Linked DNA regions of Sus scrofa: regions 1 and 2 are each linked to region 3. Evidence: chromatin contacts called from public HiChIP or PLAC-seq data. All regions are on one chromosome and are shown on one strand. Each heading gives the region's core, a stretch centred on a gene start, on an enhancer-like site or on the middle of the called end of the contact. The rest is flanking DNA. Distances are from core to core; before and after follow the strand shown. Region 1 holds the start of PDCL3 (phosducin-like protein 3). Region 2 holds the start of RNF149 (E3 ubiquitin-protein ligase RNF149). Region 3 holds the start of RPL31 (60S ribosomal protein L31).

Region 1 (3,226 bases), core at 432-2,931, 400 kb before region 3:
GCAGAAACTAATCCAACTGGTATCCATGAGAATGTGGGTTCGACCCCTGGCCTCGCTCAGTGGTTGGGGATCTGGTGTTGCCATGAGCTGTGGTGTAGGTTGCATGCAGATGCAGCCTGGATCCTTAGTTGCCGTGGCTGTGGTGTAGGCTGGCATCTGTAGCTCTGATTTTACCCCTAGCCTGGGAACTTCCATATGCCCTGGGTGCGGCCCTAAAAATCAAGTTAAAAAAAAAAAAAAAAAAAAGTTGATTCTCCCAAGGTTTTCTGTGTATGCTATCATATCATCCACAAATAGAAATCTTTTTTTCCCAATTTCTTTTCTTTTCCCATTCTTACAGCTCTAATTTTTTTCCCAAGCCCTAATTATTCTCTCCAGAGCCAAGAGTGATGGAATGAGTGACAGAAGTTCTGGGGAGGTGGGAGGGACTGGGAACTGGAGCACAGGAGGAAGGAATCTTTGAGGAAAGTGAGAGAGGCAGCTTTCACCTTTCTATGCAGAGAAGTCAGTAGACTTTGAGCATCTGACTTGTTAATCTCCTCTGGAGAGAGGGAGCCTGTGGTGGAGATGAGTGTTGGCCTCCCAAAATAGCTAAGGCTGGAATGAGGCATGTCCACTCTAGTCCAGTGGATGAGCACTGGGCCAAACCCACTCCAAGCTAGCCTGATCCTGACTTTTCTGGTGAGACCAGGAAAATTCATTCACAGTTTGCTGCCAGATAAATTAAATGAATAAACAAATGTTTAAGAAGACCTATAATTTTGTAGAAAGGAGTTAGGTAATATTGAGAATCCTTTAAATGATTAAATCAGAGCTCCTTGCCTTCAAGGAATTATTTGATTCACTTTATACCAATGGTTGTGTATATTAGCAACACCTGAGATATTTAAGGCCCTATCAGTTCCAGGTCCCATCACTAGAGATTTAATTTGGGGATGGAGCCCCAGGGTAGCTGCAGTTTTAAAAGATTCCCAGGCGGTTCTAATGAAGCCAAAGCTTAGCGTCCTATACTAGCCTACAGATGTTATCTGTGTCTGCTTCCTTGACAGAAGGCGACCACTTAGATCAGGTGTCCAGGGAGGGAAATCGCTTTGCCACCCAGCCCTAAGTGTCCAACGAGGGGTATGGCTTTTTTAACTCAAATTCAGAGTGCTGCATGCACAGAAGCCTGGGGCCCAGCACCTGTATTTTACAACTCAGAGCGCAGATTTCTACTCAGCGCCTCCTGTGCAGTCCTGAAAGGGCTAAGCACTTTTGCAAATAGGGATCGCGTGGGCTCAACCAGGTGAAAGTACTTTCGCCTTTCCGTTTTTGTCTGTTGTGAGCACTGCTGTATGGACAGAGCCTAGCATAGTGCCTGGTATATAATCCGCTCTCAACGTCGTCGCTAAAAGGATAGTGAACGAATTCCAGGCAACCCAGCATTATTGTTAATGTAATACTGGATCACTGAAACGCATTTCTATTTGTGTTCCTGGGCCAAGACCTCCCATCCGATCTGGTCCGCAGCCAGAGAAACCGCCTCCACACCGGGTATCTCCCCACCTGACCCAGCCGTTCGGGGGCCGAAGACCTGCCCTAATAAGGCAGCGCGGGGAACTGGATCCGGTACTCGGAGGCAGACAGTAGGAGTGTCCTGCCTCGCACATGCGCACAGTTTCTGCGCCCGTTTCTTGAGGAGCGGGCGCAGGCTCAGAGGAGAGCGTTCTTCCTCCCTGGCTCCGCCCCGGTGGCTCCTGCGGGGCGGGGTGAAGGCCCAGCCGGCGGCTGCGCGCGTGCGCGGAAGAGAGCTGAGGGGCGGGGGCGCCGAGGCCGGCAGGGCTTGAGCGAGCTGAGACGATGCAGGTGAGTTAGCCGGTGGGTCGGGGGCGACGTTTGGGGGTTACGGCCACTCGTTGGCCCCGCTGGGTCTGCTGGAGGCGGGCTCTCCGGGCTGGGCCTGTGGGAAGCACCGGGCGCCGCGGCCTGGGGAGGCCACGCGAGACGAGACCCGCGCAGGCGCAGTGTGGGATGGGCGGGCGTGGTCCCGCGGGTCCCCACCCCGTCTGTCCCACCCCCAAATCTCGTTTGCGGGGCTGCCTTTCCTTGAGGTCACCTGGGGCCTGTGAAAGACACCCGGGGTACCACCTGGCGGAGTTACGTCCTCCGTGTTACCTATCTCAGCACCTGGGAAGGTGTGTTAGGACTCCTTGCGCGGATAGAAGCTGAACCTTGGAGGGGTCCCGCCTGGGAGTCCGAAAATGTAACAGTGGCGGGACCCGTGTTCCTGAGTACATCTAGGGCTGGGTGAAGGGTGCTTTCACCCTCTCCCCGCAGCATTGGTGTCCAGGTTCTGGTGCGCTCCTTTTGGACCGGGGGCTTCCAGAGCTCAGCCCGAGGGTTCCACTACCCAGTTACTTTCCGTCAAGAATGTATAGAACCAAATCCCCCGGGTTGGGGTGTTGTTCTTTTATGGTATGAAGAATTTGCTAGTGGAATTTGACTAAAACCCAAGGAAAATGAAAAAAAAAAAAAAGACACCATGGACATGGATGCTCTTATGAGAAAGTCTGACAACTGAATTTTGTCACTTTTGAAAGACCCTCCTCCAAAGGTCATTCTCCTGCCTCCCAGATCTCGCTGTGGTCATGGATTCTGATGAACTCACCCCTTACTCAGTGGCTGAAAGGCAGTGGCGTTAGTATGGATTTGGCTGGGGGCTGAAGGGGGTGATCATCTCCAAAAACAGTGTCTCTGCTACCAGCCTGACACTCAGAGATGGTGGAAAGGAAGCTCCATGGCTTCTCTGGCCTGCTTTTTGTTCCCTGTCCTTCAGGTCCCTGCTTAAAAGTTTCACTTCTTTAGAGGCCTTCCCTGACCGCCCTTTGAAAGGATTCTGTTTGTTTTTCTTTTGATATATCTCAGCAAGACCCAGGAGAAGGAGCTGGGGCTGGAGCCTGGTTATGCCGGTGCCCTTTGCACAGAACTCCTGGGTTTTGCATTCCAGACCAGGTCCATAAGCCGGGCTCCTGCCCCCCCCCCCCCATGCAAACCAGAGTTTGGGCAGCTGGGTTGTGGAGCTGAGCACCCACTTTGACATTGACGTTTCTGACCTTTGATCCTGGTAAATTCGACTTGTTCCAGTCTGGCAGTGTCTTCCCAAAGGCCATGGTTCTCTGAAGCTTGTGAGGATTAACTAGGTAGATACAGGTAAAGGGCTTCAAAGAGGCCCAGGGCTTAGAACTCA
Region 2 (3,392 bases), core at 574-3,073, 260 kb after region 3:
CCCCTCCTGAACCCTTACAGCCAACCACCTTGAGTCCCCACTTCCTCACCTCCTAATGGACTTATGTTCCTATCATTCTGCTAAAATCAGCCAAATCTAAAGTCACTTTTCTGTCCTCACTTTACCGGGCAGATTCTGAAACTGCATTAAAGAGGCTAAAACAGAACAAAATAAAAGCACAGAAAAAAGGCTCTGACTTGCAGCAGCAGCAACTTTAAAGAAAGATTTTAATCACATTAAGTTCAGAATGACTCTTGCTCTCACAAGGCCTCACAGAAATACTGCCATGTTCACTGATGATCAAATTATTACTTGGATTTCAGTTCTAAGAATGATACCCTTGCAAAATATGCCTCCTAGACTCTCACGACTTCTAGAAGATGTGACCTGCTGCCCTGGAGAATCGTGTATGTGGGAAGGGTCGCCTGGCAAAAAGTATGATTGCAACTTAAAAATTTTCCTCTAAACTCAAGCCTCAAAGAATCGGACTGGGAGTAGAGCCAGCACTGCAACCTTCTATTTAGCACGTGAGAAAACAGTACCCCAACTTAAGGCCAGGTTTTCTGACTCCAGGTTTAGCATATTGACATGTTTTAGGAAAGCGAAGAAAGCCAGACCCTGGAATGCTCCTACTCCTGCTCCACCTGCCTCGGGGCGAGGCCGCCTGGCAAGGGACCCACGATTAGGAACCAGGAGACTTTCTATCCGTGAGAACCACCATCCTCCTCCAGTGGGTTTTAATTTCTTCCGTTCTTCCCACTGCCCTGCAGAAGACACTTCTCTTGACCTGAAGGACCCAGGGAGAAGATTTAATCTTGTTCGAAGGCTGGTCTCCCTCCTAAGAGCACCCGGGGTGTGTGGGGGGGGGTCACACCCAGTAAACCTAGAGCTTCCCCCGTGGTTCCCGACAGTGGGAGCCCATCGCTGTCCCGCCTCTAGCCCTCCTTGCTGCTGCCCCTCGGGGTAGGGTCTGAGGACCCGGCCTTCGGCCGGGACCGCGGCGCAGACACCCACTCCGTCCCCGCGCCCCGGCACCTCACCCGCGTGGGACATGGGCGAAGTGAAGTTCCCGTAGTGCTCCTCGTTGTACAGGACCACCGCCGAGGCGTTTCTTCGAGCCGCTGCCAAGACCTTGTCCTTGAAGGTGCAGCCCCCGCGCGCCACCAGCGCGACCCAAGGCGCGGCCCCTTGAACGCCGGGCACGAGGAAGCGCGTGTAGGGCTCGCAGCCCTCGGGGTCGCGGTCTTCCGCGCGCGGGACGCCCACCAGGCCGTGCGCGCCCTCCTTAGGCGAGCTGTCGCCGAAGCGGCCGCTTTCCGAGACGCTCCGCACGGTCCGGTTGGTCTGCGGGTCCACGTATTCGGTGCTCACCACCGCCGAGAACCACTCGAGTGCCCGGCCCCGGGCGCCGGGGGAGCACAGGGCCAGCGCTAGCAGCGCCAACGCGCCGCGGGCCTGGAGCCGCCGCCGCCGCCACGCCATGGCCCCTGCCGCCGGGCGACTCCCGGAGGGCCGGAGGGAGCGCGCGTACAAGGGCTCTGAGGAGAGCAGAGAAGCGGCCGCCGGCGGCCGAGCCCGGGAAAAGAGAGTCCGGGCGGCAGGCGGGGCCGCGGCGCACGCGCACCTGGAGGAGGGACGGGAGGGGCGCGGCGAGGGCGGGGCTGCGGCGCACGCGCACCTGGCGGAGCGGCGGAGGGGCGGGGGCGGGGCCTGGGCCAGTTCCTCCCCCCCTGCAGACCCCAGTGAGGTGCGCTCGGGCGGAGATCTTCCAGTGCTTGAGAGCGTCTCCACCTTTCTGCCGCTTGGAGGTCCCGGAACCCGGGGAGCCTGCGGACCAAGGCTCGGGTGTGAGCGAATGACGCGACAGTTTGCGCCAAGCCGCGTCACCCCGTGGCCAGTGGCCGAGTTTGTGCAACGGGACTTGTAGCACGCTGAACGAAGCCGGGGGAAGTGACCGCCGCAGAAACGGGAAGCTTCTTTGCTAACCGGCCGGAGGCGTGGGAGCGCTGTTGTGTAAAATCGCCGAACGGATGTTTATGAAGAATTTACTGTGCGAGGCACATGGCGAAGGCCTTGCTTATCTAAAACTTTGAAAATTAGTTTAGAAACTCCAAAGCTACACGTCTTTTCCAGATACTTTATGTTACCGATTTCAGTATTTTATGTATAATCTTTAGTATTGAAGTCATTGCATCGCACTACTTGTTCAGATGAGCACTTAAATGGTACAGCATTAAATATAAAAAGAAAATTTGTTGTTTGGAAATAAAAATCGGGTGATAGTGCACATGAAACTGCTCTGGAAAGGAAGTCTTAGCAGGAAAAGAGGTTTAGAACACTGATTTCTGACTGACTCATCTTCCTTTTTTGTACAAGGACCTGTAATCGCAGGAAGTAGGTTGCTACCACTCACATCAGGCGTTTTGTTGGGCCTTACACGCTCTCATGAGTCCTCTGTTGTTAAGCCTTTCTTGGACTGAGTGTTTTAAGATGCTGCTCCAAAATGCAGCCCACAACCCATAAGTTTTTCTTGAAATTGGATCTCCTCTCCCTTTCCCATTAGGAAACTAGTTTTCCAAAGGCTGAAAGGATCCCAGGGCTTGAGACCTTCTTCTTCTTGTCCCAGGCCTAGAATAGGGAGATCAGTTATGCTGGTCATGGCAGGCTAGGAAATGGCCAAGGACAGCCATGATTTGCTGTAGCAAAACAAATACTTGTAGTTTCCAGAAGAGGCCTTTGCAGTTTCATGCTACATCTGGCACAATCATTTCCTACTTTCTGAAATCAACCTGCTCCTGGCTCTTGTCCTGGCAAACACCAACTTCAATTTCAAGGTTTAACTCCAAAGCTATTTCTTCTGTGAAACCTTCCCCAGTTCCTAAAAGCAAACTTGGGTGCTCCTAATTTGCACGTTGCTTGTGTATGTTATGCTTATGCATAATGAGGTGCCAGCACTACTGCTTTCTAAATACAGTTTTTAGTCTTCAACTACTTGAGTTTCTTCAAGGCCGGGATTGTCTTTGCTGTTTTTCTGAGTCCACCTTAGCTAGCAGACATCATGTGTGTAATCCATGTTCGTTAAATAAGCGAAATAGCTCTTTTTCTACCCATTAAGACGCACGATTACTTACAGGTTTGTTGCTCAGAGACGCTCACAGGCTAATAGAAACAGGCCTGCAGCTGCTGAGCCCTTAGACTCACACCCAAGTCTTGGCTTTTATTTTTTCACTATCAGCTACAGGCCTCAGCTAGTCACCACCCTCATCCTAACCCCCACCTCCCTCCAAAGCTGTGGTCACTGGCTCAAACCCTAGGGCCTTCAGACTTACAGAAGTTGCCCCTCAGTCTTTTCAGTTCCCCTTCCCTGCCATCCACAAGAAAAGCTGACAGGA
Region 3 (3,413 bases), core at 277-2,776:
ACTCCAATGTTTATACACTTAAAAGTTCCTGAATTTAATTCAGTAGATGACTCAATATCCTTTAAAACCAACTGCCCTCTCCCAATGTCCCCATTTTTTTCAGTGGTGCCATGACCCACACATCGACACAAACTGAAAATCTTTATCCTCCACGCTGGTAAATTCATTTTTGTCAGAGGGAATTTTGTACCTGGAAAGATATCACCACTAACTGTAAGTCATGTAATGTCCAATTTATTGATCTTAAAAAGGTATCAATTAGCATTCTTTTAACCATTACACTGTCAACATTTCCCATATTAATCACATACTACCTAAACAACAGATGAGTCGATATTTAGGAATTTACAAAAAAAAATTTCCCCAATTATGAAAAGAGATTACAGATAGAAACACTCGTAAGAATTTAATTCAAATCTCAAGTCTGATACAGATTTAAGAGTTCTAAAAAGGACCCACAAAATATAACAAAATTGATTATCTTTACATCAGAACTGGCTGCAAGGTGTGAATATCACAGATTTAACTTTGTCTTGTATTTTATTCCATGATCATTCTCACGCCTTCTCAATGGTCCAGTTTTAACATACATTTCGAGGGCTCCAGTTAACTCAGCAAATAAAATTTTACACCTCCCTAGGTTTAAGGACCTTACCATACCCACGCTGCCTGCAACAAAAGAATGCAATTTCTGACCAACTTAAGGTCCAGAGTTGTCAACCCATCGGTTTGGCATGGGGATCTGGGACGTGGCTACGCGGTCAACTCACACCAGACGTGCTGGCGTCAGATTCCTCACTTTTCATTTCCAAAGTCAGATTTCTCTCTTTTCATTTCCAGGTGTTGGGGAAAAGTGCTATTGCTATTATGGGGCCATTTGCGTGTGATAGAGCTGAAAACAAATACTGCTTTAAGGTCATGAAATCACACTGATTTCTTCGATGTAAAAGTCGTATACAGTATTTTACTCCTTTCCAAGGTGATTTGTCAACTACTCTACTAACGGTGCTTCCAAAACTGACATTTCATATAGCCAATTATAAACTGTCAATTTTAATTTAAAAATACTTATTGTGCAAACCTTTCCTCGGCCTCCTCCTCACTCCTAGCCCAGCCACCCTCACCCACGGCCCGCGGCTGCACAGCAGCCTCCGCGTGAGGCTCCCGGGTACCGGGCTGCGAGGACGCCGGTTCGCGAGCCCGCCCTGCTCGACGGGAGCATCTCCAGGGCCACCAGCCTGGCGTACAGGTTCAGGCAACGCTAGCCTGGCCGATCGCTGAGAGAGTGGGAAAACCAGAAAAGCATCTTCTCGCCTCGCCTCGGTCCGCTCCTCCTGGGGGCCTAGGTTCCGGCATCCTCTAAAAGCCCTTGTTAGTGCGCAGGCAGCTGGAACGCGGCGGTAGGAAACGACGCAGAGAGGGCGACGTTCGAGCGCGCGGCCGCGGCCCGCTCAGGCCCCGCTCAGGCCCCGCCCTCGAGACAAGCTTGCATTTCTTGCGGCGCGCGCCGTGGACGTCACAGCCTCTCCCCCCGCCCACCCTTCCAGGTGACCCGGAAATTGTACTTGCGACGCCGCTTTCCTTCTCCCACAAACCCTTGCGCTCTTCCTTTCCAACCAGGGCCGGGGAAAGTGAGTATGGGTGCTGGCTCCCAGCTTGAGGAATCCGGCGCCATCCTCGCCTGGGATTGTGTCGAATGAAACAGGGGGCTCTCTCCTGAGCCGACCTGGGCCTCCGCGTTCCAGGGGCACGGGAGTCTGCGTTGCGTTTAAGGGCTCCCGGAGCCTGTGAGGGAGAGTGGCCGGCTTAGGAGAGCCGGGGCTGCAGGGGGTTCCGGGGGCGGGGGCGTCTAAGGGCGCAGACGTGCCGTGGCCCGCCGGGCTTTTCCCAGACGTGGGCCTTCAGGGACCTGGCCGGACTCTCTGCCCCTGGAAGCGTCCCGAGGCCAGGCCGGGAGGAAGGACTTGGCTTGGGTTTGTCCCACTCACTCTGAGCCTCCTTGTCGCCTGGGTCTAGATGGCTCCCGCAAAGAAGGGTGGCGAGAAGAAGAAGGGCCGGTCCGCCATCAACGAGGTGGTAACCAGGGAGTACACGATCAACATTCACAAGCGCATCCATGGCGTGTGAGTAATGCCTGCGTTCGGCCAGTGTCTTCTGACCGCGCGGGGTCTAGAAATGAACCGTTTCTTCAAGAGCCCAAGTCTTTACTGCATAGACCTTATCGAAGGCTGTTTGTAGGGTTTAAAGCGAAATGGAGGTTAACGCCTAAATAAGGGTTCTGGGAAGCCTACTTGGGGAGATGCGGTGGTAAATCGATGCTACTTCTTGCTGTGTTGATCGAATTAAACCCGGCAGGTCTAGGGGTGAGACGTGTGTGTGAGGATGAGTAGACCTTTTCACTGTCTCCAGAGTCCAGTAAAGTCAACCAGGTAACTAAAAACGCCAGGTCCGGCCCAGAGTCCGAACATTGCAATGGGGTAATTTTAGTTCTCCCACCCACACAGCTAAGTACTAAGTAATATTGGTCCAGTTGTGGTGCTGGATGTGGAAGTTCTGGAGAGGCCAGAGAAGAAAGTGTTCTGAAGTTAGCGGGCAGTGGTTTGTGGAGAAGACGCTGGCTGCATATGTGATATACAAGGACGTTGGGAATGACTGTGAATGTCGTAGTTCTTGATTTTCCTCCCTGGGGTGTGGTTTTTATAGTTCTTTGTTTATTTTTATTTTGTCTTTTTAGGGCCGCACCCGGCATGTGGAAGTTCCCAGGCTAGGGGTCCAATCAGAGCTGTAGCCACCAGCCTATACCACAGCCACAGCAACGCAGGATCCGAGCCTGGCCTGCAACCTACAGCACAGCTCTTGGCAACGCTGGATCCTTAACCCACTGAGCGGGCCCAGGGATCGAACCTGCCTCTTCATGGATGCTAGTCGGATTCGTTTTTAGTTCTTGAGCTTTGTGCGTGTTCCCCCTTTTATGCACACGGTGCTGACTAGTAATAACAGACCAAATCCATCGAGTGCTGTTATTTGGAGTGTTTTTAAGAGCCAGGGTGGTGCTGCAAAATACTCAGGCACCAGTCTGGGGAGCAACTTGTCTGGGCATTCTCATCTCAGGACAACTGATTTTCGAAAGGGATTTAAATGTGTGGCACTGTCTCTTAGCCCTGGCGTTTCCAGCCAAGCGTTGGCCATGTGTGAAGCCTGAGGTCTCTGGGGGTTTCTGGGTCAACGGTGCCCTTTTTGTGCATTACTGCAGCTTGTAACCACATTCTCTCCTCCCACCCCGTTATTGGGGCACGAATGTGTTCACTGGGGGGCATGTTAAGCACTTAACTGTGTCTGGGGCTCTGCGGATTCACAAGGGAACCAAAGATCCTGCCTTCCGAGTTTCCTTGGTGGGGAAGTTAGGGAAGTAT

What was found. HiChIP or PLAC-seq counts read pairs in DNA pulled down with a chosen protein or histone mark.
Region 1: an H3K27ac HiChIP or PLAC-seq map of alveolar macrophages shows a contact between it and region 3. The contact joins the promoter of PDCL3 here to the promoter of RPL31 in region 3. A contact is called at or near these places in 2 of 5 promoter capture datasets (fetal liver and liver), 1 of 47 Hi-C or Micro-C datasets (skeletal muscle) and 2 of 2 datasets of contacts at active chromatin or transcription factors (alveolar macrophages and skeletal muscle).
Region 2: an H3K27ac HiChIP or PLAC-seq map of alveolar macrophages shows a contact between it and region 3. The contact joins the promoter of RNF149 here to the promoter of RPL31 in region 3. A contact is called at or near these places in 2 of 5 promoter capture datasets (both in liver), 1 of 47 Hi-C or Micro-C datasets (epiblast stem cells) and 2 of 2 datasets of contacts at active chromatin or transcription factors (alveolar macrophages and skeletal muscle).

The regions. Positions count from the first base shown.
Region 1 is chr3:53,691,489-53,694,714 of Sscrofa11.1, reverse strand. It overlaps PDCL3 (phosducin-like protein 3), which reads left to right and starts at 1,681. Exons shown (of 6, transcript XM_003124899.6): 1 at 1,681-1,845. The coding sequence starts at 1,840.
Region 2 is chr3:53,030,863-53,034,254 of Sscrofa11.1, reverse strand. RNF149 (E3 ubiquitin-protein ligase RNF149) reads right to left here and starts at 1,823. Exons shown (of 9, transcript XM_013995949.2): 1 at 1,041-1,823. The coding sequence starts at 1,482.
Region 3 is chr3:53,293,500-53,296,912 of Sscrofa11.1, reverse strand. RPL31 (60S ribosomal protein L31) reads left to right here and starts at 1,526. Exons shown (of 5, transcript XM_005662362.3): 1 at 1,526-1,631; 2 at 2,017-2,123. The coding sequence starts at 2,017.